Linked DNA regions of Gasterosteus aculeatus: region 1 is linked to region 2. A link is a contact called in public Hi-C data. All regions are on one chromosome and are shown on one strand. Each heading gives the region's core, a stretch centred on a gene start, on an enhancer-like site or on the middle of the called end of the contact. The rest is flanking DNA. Distances are from core to core; before and after follow the strand shown. Region 1 overlaps notum1a (notum, palmitoleoyl-protein carboxylesterase a). Region 2 holds the start of cenpx (centromere protein X).

Region 1 (3,654 bases), core at 658-3,157, 38 kb before region 2:
TTAGTGAACACTTGAATGAACCTATACAAATACTCAAAAGAAATATACAATACACATCATTTGTCTCCCTTTAAATGTTCATTGCATTGATCTGAGGATCGCTGAGCTACTGACCTAACATGAGTGTCTGGGGTTTGAACAGCCTTCTTGAGATGAAGTGGCCTGTGAGAAAGAGGTAAAGACTAGACGTAATGGCCCTGTGGTGAATGTATAGCTACTAATTAACCTGCAGCTTGAGCAGCCATCTGAACCGGCCATTTCAAACTAAATATTTCCCTCAGATTGCAATGCTAACACGTGTGAGTTACCGTAATAATTTATCTTTACCCACAAAAATTGCCACAGTAATATATATTTTTTGAGCATTGTCTGTCTTTATATGCTTTTTCTGGCTACTTACAACATTTGATATTTGTCTGTCTTTAATTTGAGAAGCCTAAAATGTTCTGCTAATTTCTTGGGTTTATTGTTTTTTTTCTTTTAAATGTCATTATTACTTAAAGTTGCTGTCCTCGTTACTCTCTGGCCAATAAAAAAACATCCATGGGTGTTAGTGTCTTGCTATTGTTCTTGCCATTATTTTTTAAGTAAATACAAAATTTCATTAATGATCCAGTGCTTTTCTCATCTTATTGTATTTGTTATCTCTTACTGCTTCGTTAAAGATTTTCATGAGATGAGAAACTATAAAACCGTTATTTTTTTAAATTAGACCTTCTATAATCTATAGTGATTACTTAAGAAAGAGCATCCTTTCCTTTTTTAAAAACAATGACTAAATATAATCTATGGAAGGATGAAAAGAACATTTAAATGAATTAAACAACAGTGAGCATCCTTAAAACTGGATTATATTTGTGGTATTTTTTTTCTTTTACAAAGCAAAAGATAATTTAAATGGAGTAGCAGAGAGTTGTGCCGTGTCATGGTGACGTGATGGGATAAATAGAAAAGCCCCTGTGTTTGACCAAGGGCCCAGACTAGTGTACAGAAGAGCTCATAGGGGAGATGACTATAGGTAGAACGGGTTGTGAAGGTGGAGGTATCAGCATCTTGGAGATGCTGGGTGTGTGTGTGTGTGTGTGTGTGTGTGTGTATGCGTGTCTCTTTAGCTGCCGCTGCTGAGCATGCCCAGTAGCTTGCTGGGGTCCATGCCCTGCTGCTGGGCCATCTTCTGCACATCGAAGCCCATGTGCATGAGGAACTGAATGACGTTCATCTCTTGTCCGGTGAACTGGTCTCTGATGGTGGGGCAGGTGGGGTTGCAGTGGGGCCACGGGCAGCTGTCAATCAGGTGTACGGGGCAACCTTTGGGTGGAGCCTTGTTGTTCCTGTTGTCGTTGAGGCTGCGGTCCCAGCAGTGCAAGGCTCGGGGCAAGGAGGTGCCTTTGACCTGCACGTCAATCCAGTAACTAGAACGCAACACAAGAGGGCGCTGTCAGCTCAGCCACAAAGTTTAGTGTCCCCTGCTAATGGAACACCGGGAAGACGGAGATCTGGAAATTTAAATGTACTCACTTTCTGGTGATAACTTCATGTGATAGACATGCTGGAGCAAACATGGCCCTGCAAATGGATAAAACGACAATGCGTAAACCAAAGGGAATCCTCGCAAACATCCAGTTTAAATTCTCCTCCTGAAAGAGCCATGGGACTTACGGGACATCTTTTAGTGTGTTTCTCAGCTCAATGCCCAGGTTTTGGATGTAGCGCCACTGGCTTTCCTGTACAGGCTGGCCGGTCAGCTGGATGTTGTCCACTGTCAACTGAGCCTCGTCAAACAGCCACTGGACAACAAACACAGGGCCTGCGCAGGGAGAATGCACACAGATTCATGTAAGATTATTGTGCATCTATACATATAGTACAGTAATATGTACTCCGTGCCAAGTATTATTCAGGTATGTTGGGCTTGCATGGACGATAGGTGCATGTTTCATGTTAGAGAATGAGACCCCAAGCTCACTTTTTATTGATGGGAAGACTCTATATCCAAAGAAACAGTTCCACTCCTCTCCTTCATGGGTTTGTCTGCACCTCTCTGGCACCACTCCTCCCCAGTACCTGACGGGACAGGTGAGAAGATACACGGTGTTGAGGTTAGTAACCTGATGATCTCATCACCATACTGAAATAAGTCCACCTCATAAAATCCTTTTATGATAACGTTTGCTGGATCGCGTACTTGATGCCTCTCTTGATGGTCTCGGTTGGGGGGCAGCTGACAGCGTCCACACAGTCCGTGCAGTGGTACTGCTTGTTATCCAGGAACCAGCCGGAATCAGACAGGCCTCGCACTTGTATCCCGGTGTGTCCCAGCCCATCCAGCAGCTCCGCCACATGGTCCACGTTGAGAAGCACCCCAGTGCCACCCGCACTGCTCGCATTAATAACAACATATTCTTAACAAACACTTCAGGAAACTAACTAAATGTCAAGGATTTTGAATTTGAAATTCCATGCAAAATGTCCACACAAGAACATACCTGCTTCCTGCGAGTAGAAGAACTTTTGCGTTGTTCAGACCTTTGTTCAGCAGGTCCTTCACAACCTCCTGAATGATCAGTGAGCCCATGAATGCATATCCACCTACGCACAATACAGAGAGTACAACTGTAACATAGCTTCTTTGTGTTTTAAGAAGAGTTCCACGTTAGGGTTGTTTTGGTGATTCAATGATGTCTCACTCTGCTCTGTTTTGGCTGTTGCGCCGCTCCAAACGTCGCTGGAGCAGTACGGGATGAACCTGCACCACAAAAATACAGTTAATGTTCCCAGCTCAGATAAAAACTTGAGCTTCAAAAAACACGGAAACATTAGTCAACTTACACCATGTTGGCGTTCCACCAGTGAGGGTTTTCCTCGGGCAGCGGAGACAGGATCCCTGTGCCTGCATAGACAGAGCAGCATGTATCATTAGTCATCGTGGCACTCCCAGACACATCCTCTTCCTCCTCATCATCATTGGATTACAGTTATTACTATGCGATGAAAGAGGGAAGCGTCTCGGTTCCTACAGCAGCGGGCGCCAGGTAGCTCTGCACCGCAGCTACATTATGACAGGGCGACGGATGCATCCGGCGCTTTTAAGTACTCAGACATTAGGATTTTTTTTTTAGCATGTTTTGGAGTCAGGATTCGCTTCGGGTGACAGTGAAGGACATACAATGGCTGAAGCTGACCTGTTTTAGTTTGGGGCCACGTGGACGAGCTCATCAGTCTCCTCATGGTCTCGTATCGGCTGTCACAGTTCTCCTTGTTGAAGCAGTACCAGCCGCCTGCAGATAGATACCAAAAAAAGAAGACATGTCTAGAATTGTACATCCTTCCCAGTTCGATCATCATAAAGAAAAACACAATGACATGATGTTATTTTATTTGAATACTAACCCTCTAAGAATATCAGCCAGCGTCTGCTGCCTCGAGATTCTTTCAGGTAGTACCTACGAGAGACCAAAGCATATCAAATCAACACAGCATAGCAGACGAGTCAATGATGCTTGAATATATGTAAATGTGAAACTAGTAGGCTGAATAACAATATGTATGATCAATGAATAGGAACCTCATTCCACAAACACTTACTAACACAGAAACATGAGATAAACACTAAAAAACAAATATCCACCATTAATGACAGTATCCAAGTAAGAA
Region 2 (3,562 bases), core at 166-2,665:
TGTGGCGTCGCGTGTGCTAGAAGTCCAGCAGCTGCATTGGAAGACGGAAGAAAAGGCGAGTGAGTAGTAGAAGCGTTTTGTGCATTGATGACGTCCTGTGTGAAAGTAGTTCTTTATGTTTCACCTGCTTTTTTTAATTTAACAAGCGAACTACAAGCATTTTCAGCTTCAACTAAAGGCTTAAATGCCCTAAATCTCTCTTATACATCAACAATATAAACTACAACATTAGAATAACAGGTGCAGCGATCAAAGAAAACCATAGCAGCCTCATAATCACAATTGGATGGATTTTGAATAATAATAAATAATAAATCCCCAACGATGGCGAGCTACCCACCAGCTGAGGCAGGATTTTTTCAAAGTGCTCGATGTCCACCTGGTCGCAGTCCTCAGACTCGGCTTGTTTTTGTGATCTCACGGCAGCCTCTGGAAATGAGAAAACACACCGGAGGGTTTTTTATTCATAACGCGATCTGTGTGCGACTGCACAGAAGGGGACGACTAGACTCACCTTGGACAAATATCTTCAGCATCTCTGTCATGAGCAGCACAGCATCACCACTTACTGCAACAGAAGGAGACGCGTTCAGCCAAGAGAAACAGTTTGGAGAGGTTGAGATGTTACCTATTGAGACAATGTTCATTTGACCCACGTCTGGTTTTGTCCTCCTTGAAGAAACTGGACAAGAGTTTGCTTACGGTTTCCTGTAAATGAGCAGAATGCAGAACGTCACCGTAACATATAAATATGTGAAAGACATTCAGGAATGAATTCTTCCCGCAGAGATGATGTTTATCAATGAGGCATAAATAATAAAGCTAAAGTGAAAAAAGTAAACCGGCAGGTTTTTCTGTGAGGACAACAAACTGGAAAGCCAAGAGAAAAAGGAAGGAAAAGTTTAAAAACATCACTGCGTTTATTTTGAAATGTCGCGCTATCCACGACTTCCTCAAACCAAACTGCCTTCGGAAAAGACCATAATTTAATGTGTGAACGTACCTGACGTTAGTGTTATCCCGCAATAACGAACACGGAGCTCTTTTATTGTTGCTATTGTGAAGCACATTTCCATTCGGCACACATATACTGTCTATTAGTCTGCTGAGTAATATCTAAAGTTAACGTTAGGTCCGAAGTTGAATCGCCCGACGGACTGATTCATGTGCAAACAGCCTCGACGTGAATACTTCGCGTAAACAACAACAACATTTTAGCCTCTTCATATTCGTCTTTATTGAACAACGGGGGAAACCGAGTACGTGTAAACAAATCTAAAAAAAGCAGCGATGTCCTTCTACCTTTTTGAATCCAATCTCTGCGTCTTTCTCCGACATGTTTGTGAACGCCGCGAGAGGAACTTGGCGCTCTGCGTCGCGATTGGTCGTTGATCTCTGACGTCATTCGAAACGCCCTCCATCGACGAAAAACAATGATAAAATGAAGCCTCTTGTCTTTATTTATTTCATTATATGATCGTTTTACAACTTTAGACAATTATTTTTACACTGTTTTCTTAGGTATTTTCTTTGATATATTTTCATTTTGACATTAAATTCACCAGTTTGTAAATACCTAAAATTGTAGTTTTTATATGGCTGTTAATATTTTCAATAGTCCTAACATTAAATAGTTAATATTGGTGTCAGAGGAATCCATCCATCCATCCATTGTCAAACCGCTTATCCTGCACACAGGGTCGCGGGGGGGCTGGAGTCCATCCCAGCCATCTTCGGGCGATAGACAGGGTACATCCTGGATTGGTCGCCAGCCAATCGCAGGGCTACACAGAGACACACAACCATTCACACTCACATTCACACATCTACGGGCAATTTAGAGTCCCCAATTAACCTGATCCCCAGAGCATGTCTTTGGACTGTGGGAGGAAGCCGGAGAACCCGGAGAGAACCCACGCAGACACGGGGAGAACATGCAGACTCCACACAGAAAGGCCACTGGGCGGAATCGAACCCAGGACCTTCTTGCTGTGAGGCGACAGTGCGAACCACCACGCCACCGTGCCGCCCGTGTCAGAGGAAGAAAAGAGCAAAATGAGGTTGTCAACCTACCTTTTTGAATCCAGTTTCTGAGTCCAACAGTGGATAAAAGGGAAAAAACAATCTTAATCTAAAACTAAATCCCCCATTTCCTTGACAAACATTACAAAACACATATAAAATGATAAAACTTTATTCATGAAAAAACACAGATTATAACAAAAAGAGAATACTTTGTATTACAGCAATTCACAATTTGGCCAAATAAATAAAATAACATTTTGGTTTCTTATTACATTACATTAGGTATTTTATTGCAGCTCCACTATTTTTTATGAGCCATATTAGTTTACAGTCCCTAAATTCTTTGAACATACATTTATGATTTCAAGCTTATAAAAGTCACAGAGTATTTGCTTATTCCTCCTCCTCCTCCTCCTCATCGTCCAACCACTGAGGATCTTCCAGTAAGTAGCCCAAGCCCACCGAACGCTTTGATCGAGATCCGGGAAGGGCTTGCTGGGAGTTCTCCTCATCTGAATCCTCCTCTGTCTGAAACACAGATCTTTTCCGTCAGTCAATGGAAACAGAGACCACAAATGCACACTTAAAATCAAATACTGCTAATCAACATTTCTTTCAAGTTGCAAAAGATATATACCTTTGGACTAACAACTCGTTTCACTTCCACTTCGCCTCCAATGTCGTGGGGACCGGCCCACTCCGCTTGGTCAGCTTCATCCTCCGAAGAAAACCTCACATAGGCCATTGCTTCATTTTCCTCTGATTGGATCTTCAGAATCTGGGATCCAAGTCAACATATAAGGAATTTGCATAATTCAATTAAAAAATATATATCTTCATAGTTTATTCAAGAACGTATTCAACAAAAAGCATAACTTGTGTCAGTGTTTACCTTACACCTTGTGACAACTCCCCATTCCTTAAAGTAAGCTTGCACATATCCTGCATTGATGAAGTGGTTCAGGCCTTTTATGATCAACCCATGGTGCTGTTAAATGAGAGAAAATGATGCCATAAAATTTTCCTTAGGTCTAAAAGTGATGACAGTATAAAAATGAGAAAAATTGTTTACCAGTTCATAGTCTTTGGCAAAAGCAGCCATGTGTTTCTTTGGAAGACTGATAAAGACACTTTTCTTTTTTGAATTCACTTCCATAATAACTGGAGGGAAGATACGATTTGCAATCTGGAAGGTAATAAAGTGATTACAAAAGAAGGAAAAAATTACAATTATGAAATAGAAAAAAACAACGATTTGAATTTAAGTTCAAATTATTTAGAAATAAGTATATTCATAATTAACAAAGGGATTCAAAGTGATGAAATGAAGACAGGAAGAAAACTTACCAGAGATCTGTAGTGAGACGCACTCTTCCAAATAGACCAAGTCAAAGTTGTAAGTAGAATGAGCCCACGGGTTTATATCCTCTCAACTGGTGTTTTTGGGGGTTTCAACTGAAACTGATTGGCTTGTCAGACACTTACCCAACTTGTGTAACAACCATGCGTGCCAAAATATGTTATCAGGGAATTGCTG

What was found. Hi-C and Micro-C count contacts between places; a contact is called where the count stands out from the background.
Region 1: a Hi-C map of liver shows a contact between it and region 2, with 7 times the contacts expected there. The contact joins the enhancer-like site here to the promoter of cenpx in region 2. A contact is called at or near these places in 3 of 6 Hi-C or Micro-C datasets (liver and skeletal muscle).

What each region holds. Positions count from the first base shown.
Region 1 is chr11:10,797,119-10,800,772 of fGasAcu3.hap1.1, reverse strand. It overlaps notum1a (notum, palmitoleoyl-protein carboxylesterase a), which reads right to left. Exons shown (of 11, transcript XM_078083751.1): 2 at 3,391-3,443; 3 at 3,183-3,278; 4 at 2,830-2,890; 5 at 2,688-2,746; 6 at 2,487-2,589; 7 at 2,186-2,377; 8 at 1,967-2,064; 9 at 1,660-1,807; 10 at 1,519-1,566; 11 at 1-1,412. The coding sequence ends at 1,109. LOC120827616 (a long non-coding RNA gene) reads left to right here. Exons shown (of 6, transcript XR_013451316.1): 6 at 1-564. Among protein-coding and RNA genes, the nearest start is that of myadml2, 4.1 kb to the left of the region's middle. Within about 2 kb of position 1,907, at least 2 of the 9 cell types and tissues checked have open chromatin away from gene starts, as enhancers often do.
Region 2 is chr11:10,758,412-10,761,973 of fGasAcu3.hap1.1, reverse strand. It overlaps cenpx (centromere protein X), which reads right to left and starts at 1,415. Exons shown (of 5, transcript XM_040190658.2): 1 at 1,303-1,415; 2 at 657-708; 3 at 515-568; 4 at 341-429; 5 at 1-31. The coding sequence starts at 1,338. The coding sequence ends at 17. It overlaps LOC120827614, which reads right to left. Exons shown (of 5, transcript XM_040190657.2): 1 at 3,373-3,562; 2 at 3,098-3,211; 3 at 2,918-3,013; 4 at 2,663-2,803; 5 at 2,179-2,553. The coding sequence starts at 3,181. The coding sequence ends at 2,419.